Regions from separate parts of the Capra hircus genome. Here region 1 is linked to region 2. A link is a contact called in public Hi-C data. All regions are on one chromosome and are shown on one strand. The core of a region is the stretch at or near the end of the contact, and the rest is flanking DNA. Distances in the headings are between cores, read along the strand shown. Region 1 holds the start of FLNB (filamin-B). Region 2 overlaps FLNB (filamin-B).

Evidence for each region. Hi-C and Micro-C count contacts between places; a contact is called where the count stands out from the background.
Region 1: a contact with region 2 is called in a Hi-C map of liver, with 4 times the contacts expected there. The contact joins the promoter of FLNB here to the enhancer-like site in region 2. A contact is called at or near these places in 2 of 5 Hi-C or Micro-C datasets (blood and liver).

The regions. Positions count from the first base shown.
Region 1 is chr22:43,212,142-43,215,394 of ARS1.2, forward strand. FLNB (filamin-B) reads right to left here and starts at 1,679. Exons shown (of 47, transcript XM_005695795.3): 1 at 1,250-1,679. The coding sequence starts at 1,541.
Region 2 is chr22:43,138,088-43,141,310 of ARS1.2, forward strand. It overlaps FLNB (filamin-B), which reads right to left. Exons shown (of 47, transcript XM_005695795.3): 8 at 2,602-2,799; 9 at 1-33. Among named protein-coding and RNA genes, the nearest start is that of FLNB, 74 kb to the right of the region's middle. Within about 2 kb of position 1,609, at least 3 of the 5 cell types and tissues checked have an H3K27ac peak or open chromatin away from gene starts, as enhancers often do.

The sequences.
Region 1 (3,253 bases), core at 429-2,928, 74 kb after region 2:
GAGGCAGCTCCTCACGGGCAAGAGGCTCACCTGGCAGATCGCACACACACTGTGTAGGTGCACACACATTCTCTGCACAGTGACATGCTCTCCACACACATGCTCTGTGTACATACACTCTGCACTCTAAGACACTCGCGCGGGCACACACACTCCACGCCTCTCGCCCCGATCCACACCCATCAGCCGCCTTGTGGCGCTTCCAGAAGCCCTCAACCAGCCGAGGTCACAGGCGGGACCTCACCCCAACTCTTCCTCCCGCGTTGCGGGTCGGGGGGAGGCGGGGGAGAGGAACCCAACACCAACTCCCTCCTCCCTCTCAGGAAGACCCTGGTGTGGGGAGGGCGGGGAGAGGAAAGCAAAGTCTCCTTTAATTGTCACCCACTTCCTTCAATTCTCAGCTGGACCCTCGCTAGCCTGAGCGAGCCCATTAACGCCCTGGCCCCGCCTCGTCTGCAACAGGGGTCTGACGGCGCCCCAGCTCGCAGGCTGCGCGAGGAGGGAGGTGACTGGGAAGGCTGTGGGCGCCCAGCGCGCACTAGCTGGGGCTCCTACAAGGCAGCGGTTACTGTGACCACCACCCATCTCCGAATGACACCTTCGGCGGCGACAGCGCAGCCAGAGCTGAGCTGGGAGCGAGGAAGACACACCCCCGCGGCTCCCCTTCCCACCTCGGGGCCCAAACCTCTTCCGGCGACCGCCAGGTCCCCGTCTCCACCTGGGCGGGAGGCCCCGGATTCGGAGAACAGTCCCTCCCGGGGCCTCCCCACCTGGCCTCCCAGCCAACGCCCATTCGGCGGCCGCGGGGCGCAGCGGGGCGAGCGCTCCGGGGAGCGCCGGACGAGGGCTCCACCCCCCAGGGACTGCGGACCTGAGGCTTCCAGTCCCCCGGCCCCCGCTGCGACGCCCCAGCTCCCGAGAAATGCCACAGCCCCGACTCTCCCCGTGCGGCCTCAACCCGAACCTTCAACCCACCGCCCCCAACAGGCGCACAGCCCCGGCGCACGGCGGGGAGCGAGCACACGAGGAGAGCGCCCAGGAGGATGGATCTCCCGAGGGGGCCTAGGTCCCCATTGTCCTCGCGCCCTCGGGGGACAACGTCCCCCGGCCCCGGAGCCCGCACGGAGCCCGCGGCTGCTCGGCGCGGTGGTGGTGGTGGGGCACCCGACGGGGAGCTTCAGCCTCCACAGGGGCGCACGCGCGGTGCAGGCTGGAGGGCGAGGGGTACCGGCCGGGCCAGGGCACTCACCGATGGACACGAGCTTGATGCTCTCGCGGTCCAGGAACTCGAGCGCCACGGACACGTTCTCCAGCTGCATCTGGCGGAAGGTGGGCCGCTGGTGGTACTTGCGGTACATGTGCTTCTGGCTGAGCACCTCCAGGAGCGCGATGAGCCGCAGCCCGTCGCTCAGGTCGGTCTGCAGGTTCCCTATGCGCTTGTTCACGCACTTAAGGTGCTCGTTGCACCAACGCGTGAAGGTGTTCTGCTGGATCTTCTTCCAGGGCGCGTCCTCCGCCAGGTCCTTCTCGGTTACCGGCATTCTGGCGGCGGGAAGAGCGCTATGCGCAGCGAGTTGCCGGGGACTGGCGTATGGAGGCCCAAGGGCCGCGGGGAGCGCAAAACCAAAGCGGAGCGGGAGCGGGGCTCGAACTCGCTGCTACCGGAGCCGCAGCTGGGGCTGCTCTGCGCCCGCCTGCCCGTGGCCGCGCGAGGCGTCTGGCCCCGCGCCTGCGCACTGAGTCGGCCCGCCCCTGAAGCTCCGCCCAGTCCCAACCCTCAGGAGGGCGCTCCCGGGCCACGCTCGCCCCCTGCCGCTCGAAGCGAGCATTACGGCCCGGGAACTCCCAAGTCCTCTGGGGTCCCCGCGCTCTGTGCTCACAGCCTCGGTGAAAGAAAGCTAGGCGGGAGATGTCCAGCTTCTCAAGGAGGTCACCCGGTTCCAGAGTGAGGGGACGTGCAGAGGTAGGAACCTGGACAGAATGGGCAGGGACGGTGGCATGGGTCACACGGGAGGGGTTTGCGGGGAGGGGTATTTCATCCACCTGCAGGTTCAATAAGTTTCAATAAAACCTTTTACTGAGCTATTGCTGTGTGCTAGGCTCTGTGTTAAGGACTTCCCTGTAGCTCAAACGGCAAAGAATCTGGTTGCGAGACAGGAGGCCAGAATTCGATCCCTGGGTTGGGAAGTCCCTCTGGAGAAGGGAATGGGAATCCACTCCAGTATTCTTGCCGGGAGAATTCCAGGGACAGAGAAGCCTGGCGGGTTACAGTCCACGGGTGCGCAGAGTCGGACGCGACTGAGCAACTAACACAGTCCACAGCCTCCGTGTTAGGCACTCGGAGCATCGGGAAGGAAATGGACATTAAAAAAAATAAATTTATTTGGCTGCCTCGGGTCTCAGTTGCGTCATGTGGGACCTTTCGTTGGCGCCCTCAGGCTCCAAAGCAGAGGCTCAGTAGTCGGGGCGCGCTGGCTTAGTCGCCAGGTGGAATGTGGGATCTTAGGTCCCGAACCAGGGATGGAGATTTGTCGCCTGCACTGGAAGGCGAATTCTTAACCACCGTAACCAGGAAAGTCCCTGAAATTGACATTTTCCTTCTCATATTAACTGAATACATATGAATTATAGTATTATCCTTCATAGTATTTATTGATTGCCTGCTAACTGAGGCCTATGAGCCTTCTTAGCACCTGCCAACAAATGGTAAATAAGACAAACTTATAATTTAACCTTGAGGAGTTCATAGACTAATGGAAGAAAAAAGTATAAATCAACTATCACAAACACCCTAATGGTGGTGGCAGAAATGAACCGTAATTTGCCATGTATATTAGTTCCTTAATGCTGCTGTAACAAACTACCAAAACTTTGTCTTTAAAACACACACACACACACACACACACACACACACACACTGTTATCTTGCTTTTTTGTAGTTTAGAGTCCCTCAGAGGGCTCACTGAGCTAAAATCAAGGTATTGGCAGGATCCATTCCCTTCTGGAGGCTTTAGGGAAGAACCCATTTCTTTGCCGTTTCCAGCTTCTAGAAGCTTCCCAAATTCCTTGGCGGAGGCTGCTTTCTTTGTCTTCAAAGCCAGCAACATCAGGCAGAGTCTTTCTCATGCTGTCTTCTCTCTGGTTCTTCATAGTCACATCTAATTCTTTAAGGACCCAGTTGGGAAGAGGGGTTGGGCAGGATGGAGAGATGTCAAGGGCTTCCAGCTCTGGGAGGAGCCCACAGATGTGTGGT
Region 2 (3,223 bases), core at 359-2,858:
GGCCACTGGCCCGGCAGGCGTTTGGATTGCAGGCTGTAAGCACAGTTTCGACATCAATTCAACCTTTTATTCTTTAGTCTGAGTTGAGTAAGCCAAGGTAACTTTGAGCCACCCGCCAAGAAAATGTTTGCTTTGCAGAGTGTGCAGCAGCTGCCTGAGACCAGGGGTCTTGTTCAGGGAGCACACCAGGCTAGCAAATAAAGACACAATATAACTTTGTCCAGGGACTGGGGAAAAGTTACTTTGGCAAAAAAAGCAGGAGTGCACAGCGTGAATTCGCTGGACTCCTGGTATTTGCTGAATCCTGGCATTTATCCTCTCGGTGGTAAAAGAGAGTTAAGACCTGGGATTGGACGTTGCTCAAACTTCACTGCCATACTCAAGGGTCCAGTAATTGGGAAGACTGGACTTTTTCAGGTCTACTTGGAAAATGTAGCACTTGAAAACATCTGACCTGGTTCCAAACTTTGGATCAGTGGTTTCTGAAAGTCTAAATGTTGTTCTCTTCCGCAGGAATAGCCAGAGGATGGTGCAAAAAAAGACCAGATCAACCCCACCTCGACCAAGGCAGACAAACATTTCAGTGCTATTACAAGGTCCTTGGAATGCAGGTGGCTACTCTATAATTAGGAGTAAACCCCACTCTCAATTTGCTTTCTGGGTCCAGTTAAAAAACCTAAAGTTGTATGTCTAGCGCAAAGGTAGCTTCTAACGTTCCTATATAAGAGGTTCACAAAACAATTCCATGGGGTTTGTCAAAGGTTGATAAAAGACATCAATGTGCCCTGGGACATTTTTGGTAACATGAGCAACCTTCTCATTAAATATATAAATGGGAGATTAACAGGTAAAATGTCAGGTTGTTCCTTTCCAAATCTGACACTGCATATTTGACAGGCTCCCTCTATACACTAGGGGGTCACAGACTCCAGAAGACAAGACTGTTCATCTCAAAATCATTTAAGTGGAGGAAGGGTCAGTACATCAACAGAAAAACTCTATTAAGTATTAACTAGTACAAGTGATAGATGGATATGCCAGAAATGAAAAAAGTAATCCATAAGCGAGAGGAAGTCAGAAAACATCATTAAAACTAGGAAAGCTGTTCAATATTCTTTCTTGCATTGTGTCAAATAAAGTTCTGCTTCTGAATACATTTATTTTTTTCCCCCTTTGTCGAGGGGAGAGAAGTTGGTCATACCAGAAATAAGTCACAACAGGATGACAGGACTTCCCTTGGAAGGCTTAAATGTATCTTTAAAAAAATAAAAGTCATGGAAATCCTGAGTATGGGCAAGAGTCTCAACATCAGCAGTTCATATAAACACTAAATGGAACTAAAAAGCTTGAAGGAAACCACCGGATTTTCCAGCATCTTGAGATGGCCTAGAGATGTGTAGATGTAATCAGAGAGTGAGTCTGGGGTCTGGCCAGACAGGTGGTGCTAACACCTGCACTGCAGTTTCCCACGGTCATGAAGAGCACAGGCCCGCTGGACACCGGAGGCAGCACAAAGACTGGCAGAGATGGCCCACCCAACCAGCCCTTACCCAGTGAGATGCCTCTGGCCCAGTGCTTTCGACTAGGAAGCCAACAGCTTCAGGCTCCAGGCTGGCCAAGAGGCCGGATTCAGAAGAGGAAGCCAGGTCTGCAGACGCAGATGCACAGAACAGAACAGGGAAAGGCAAGTACTGGTTAGAAAAGGCAGCAGAGTTGGGGGGGAAAAAAAGAGAGTAACTAAGTCAGAAGGAAAGAGTCTAACATTAGAGAGAAATGCATGCTTCTGGCTGCAGCAGGAGCTGACAGAGACCATGGTTCTATTCCTACTGACAGCTAGTCCAGCGGCCCCCAACCCTTTTGGGCACCAGGGAATAGTTCTGTGGAAGACAATTTTTCCATGGCCTGGGGTGGAGGCAAGTGGTTTGGAGATGATTCAAGCACAGTAGGGTTCATGCTCTTATGAGAAATCTAATGCTGCCGCTGCCCTGACAGGCGGAAAAACTCAGGCAGTAATGTGAGCAATGGAGAGCAGCTGTAAACACAGATGAAACTTTGCTCCCTGGCCTGCCGCTCACCTCCTGCTGTGCAGCCTGGTTCCAGGGGTTGGGGACCACTGGTTTAGTCCATACTCATACCTTATGACCCCTAAGCCTCAGTGTCTCAGATGCCCACTGGGAACAGCAATAGCCCCCGGGACACCGTGGCTGGTGTCACGACTAGCTGCCATCGTGCTCTCTGCCTGGCAGCCAGTAAAGGAAGCCACAGGGGACCTGCCACGTCACTGAACCTCAGCCACAGACACCCTCTCCTCATACAGCTTCCATCCTGCATCGCTCAGTGAGGATCATGAATCCTGGCAGAAGTGTTTTGGGGGCAGATTAAACAGGTTAATATAAGTAAAGCACTTAGGTCAGCATATAGGAAGCTATTCGTGTTAGTATCTTGAGGACAAAGTAGATACTAGTATTAATGTCTTGAGGATACTTCCTGCCAAAGGGGCCCTGGCAGCAAAATGACAAGTCTGAGTTCAGTGCTGGGCCCTGTCACGCACAGCCAGCCTCAATGCCAGAACCAGAGGCAGTCAGCTACTCCAGCACTCACCTTCGCCGACCTGCACAACGAAGGGACTCTTGGGGATGGTGTCCCCAGCAAAGGAAACCTTGACAACGTGGGGGCCAGGCTGCATTGGCTTGTACACACATCGATACACCTGGTTTCCTCTGTCTTCCACGAGCAACTCCACGGTGTTCTTCCCCTGGGGATCTTCCACCTCCACACCAATGTCACCCACACCAGCACCTAGGAGAGAGAGAACAGGCCATGAGTCCAAGTCGCCCTCTAGGAAGTTCCCTGCTGATGAGAGCGAAAGCAGGTATAAAATGCAAACCACAGGAGACAGAGAGGCATTCAGAAGGTGCATACCCAGACCTGTTTCCTAGCAGAAATAAGGAAGGTAGAGAAAGGAAAGTTGCTTATGGGGAGGAGGGTCATAACCAACTTTCATTTTCCCACAATCTCTATTTCCTAAAATTTCTATATTGAAAAGAAAGCTGAAAATTCAAGAATTGTGTTTTATTCATTCCTTTTCTTACCCCTCCTTCCCGCCGGACCTTGCATAGAATTTGGTCCAAGAGATGATTGTTAAACCTTAGTCTCTTTGGAGTATTTATTTAGTCAAGTCAGAAATTGATTATTAATAATCAAAGTTAAGATTGAGTATGAG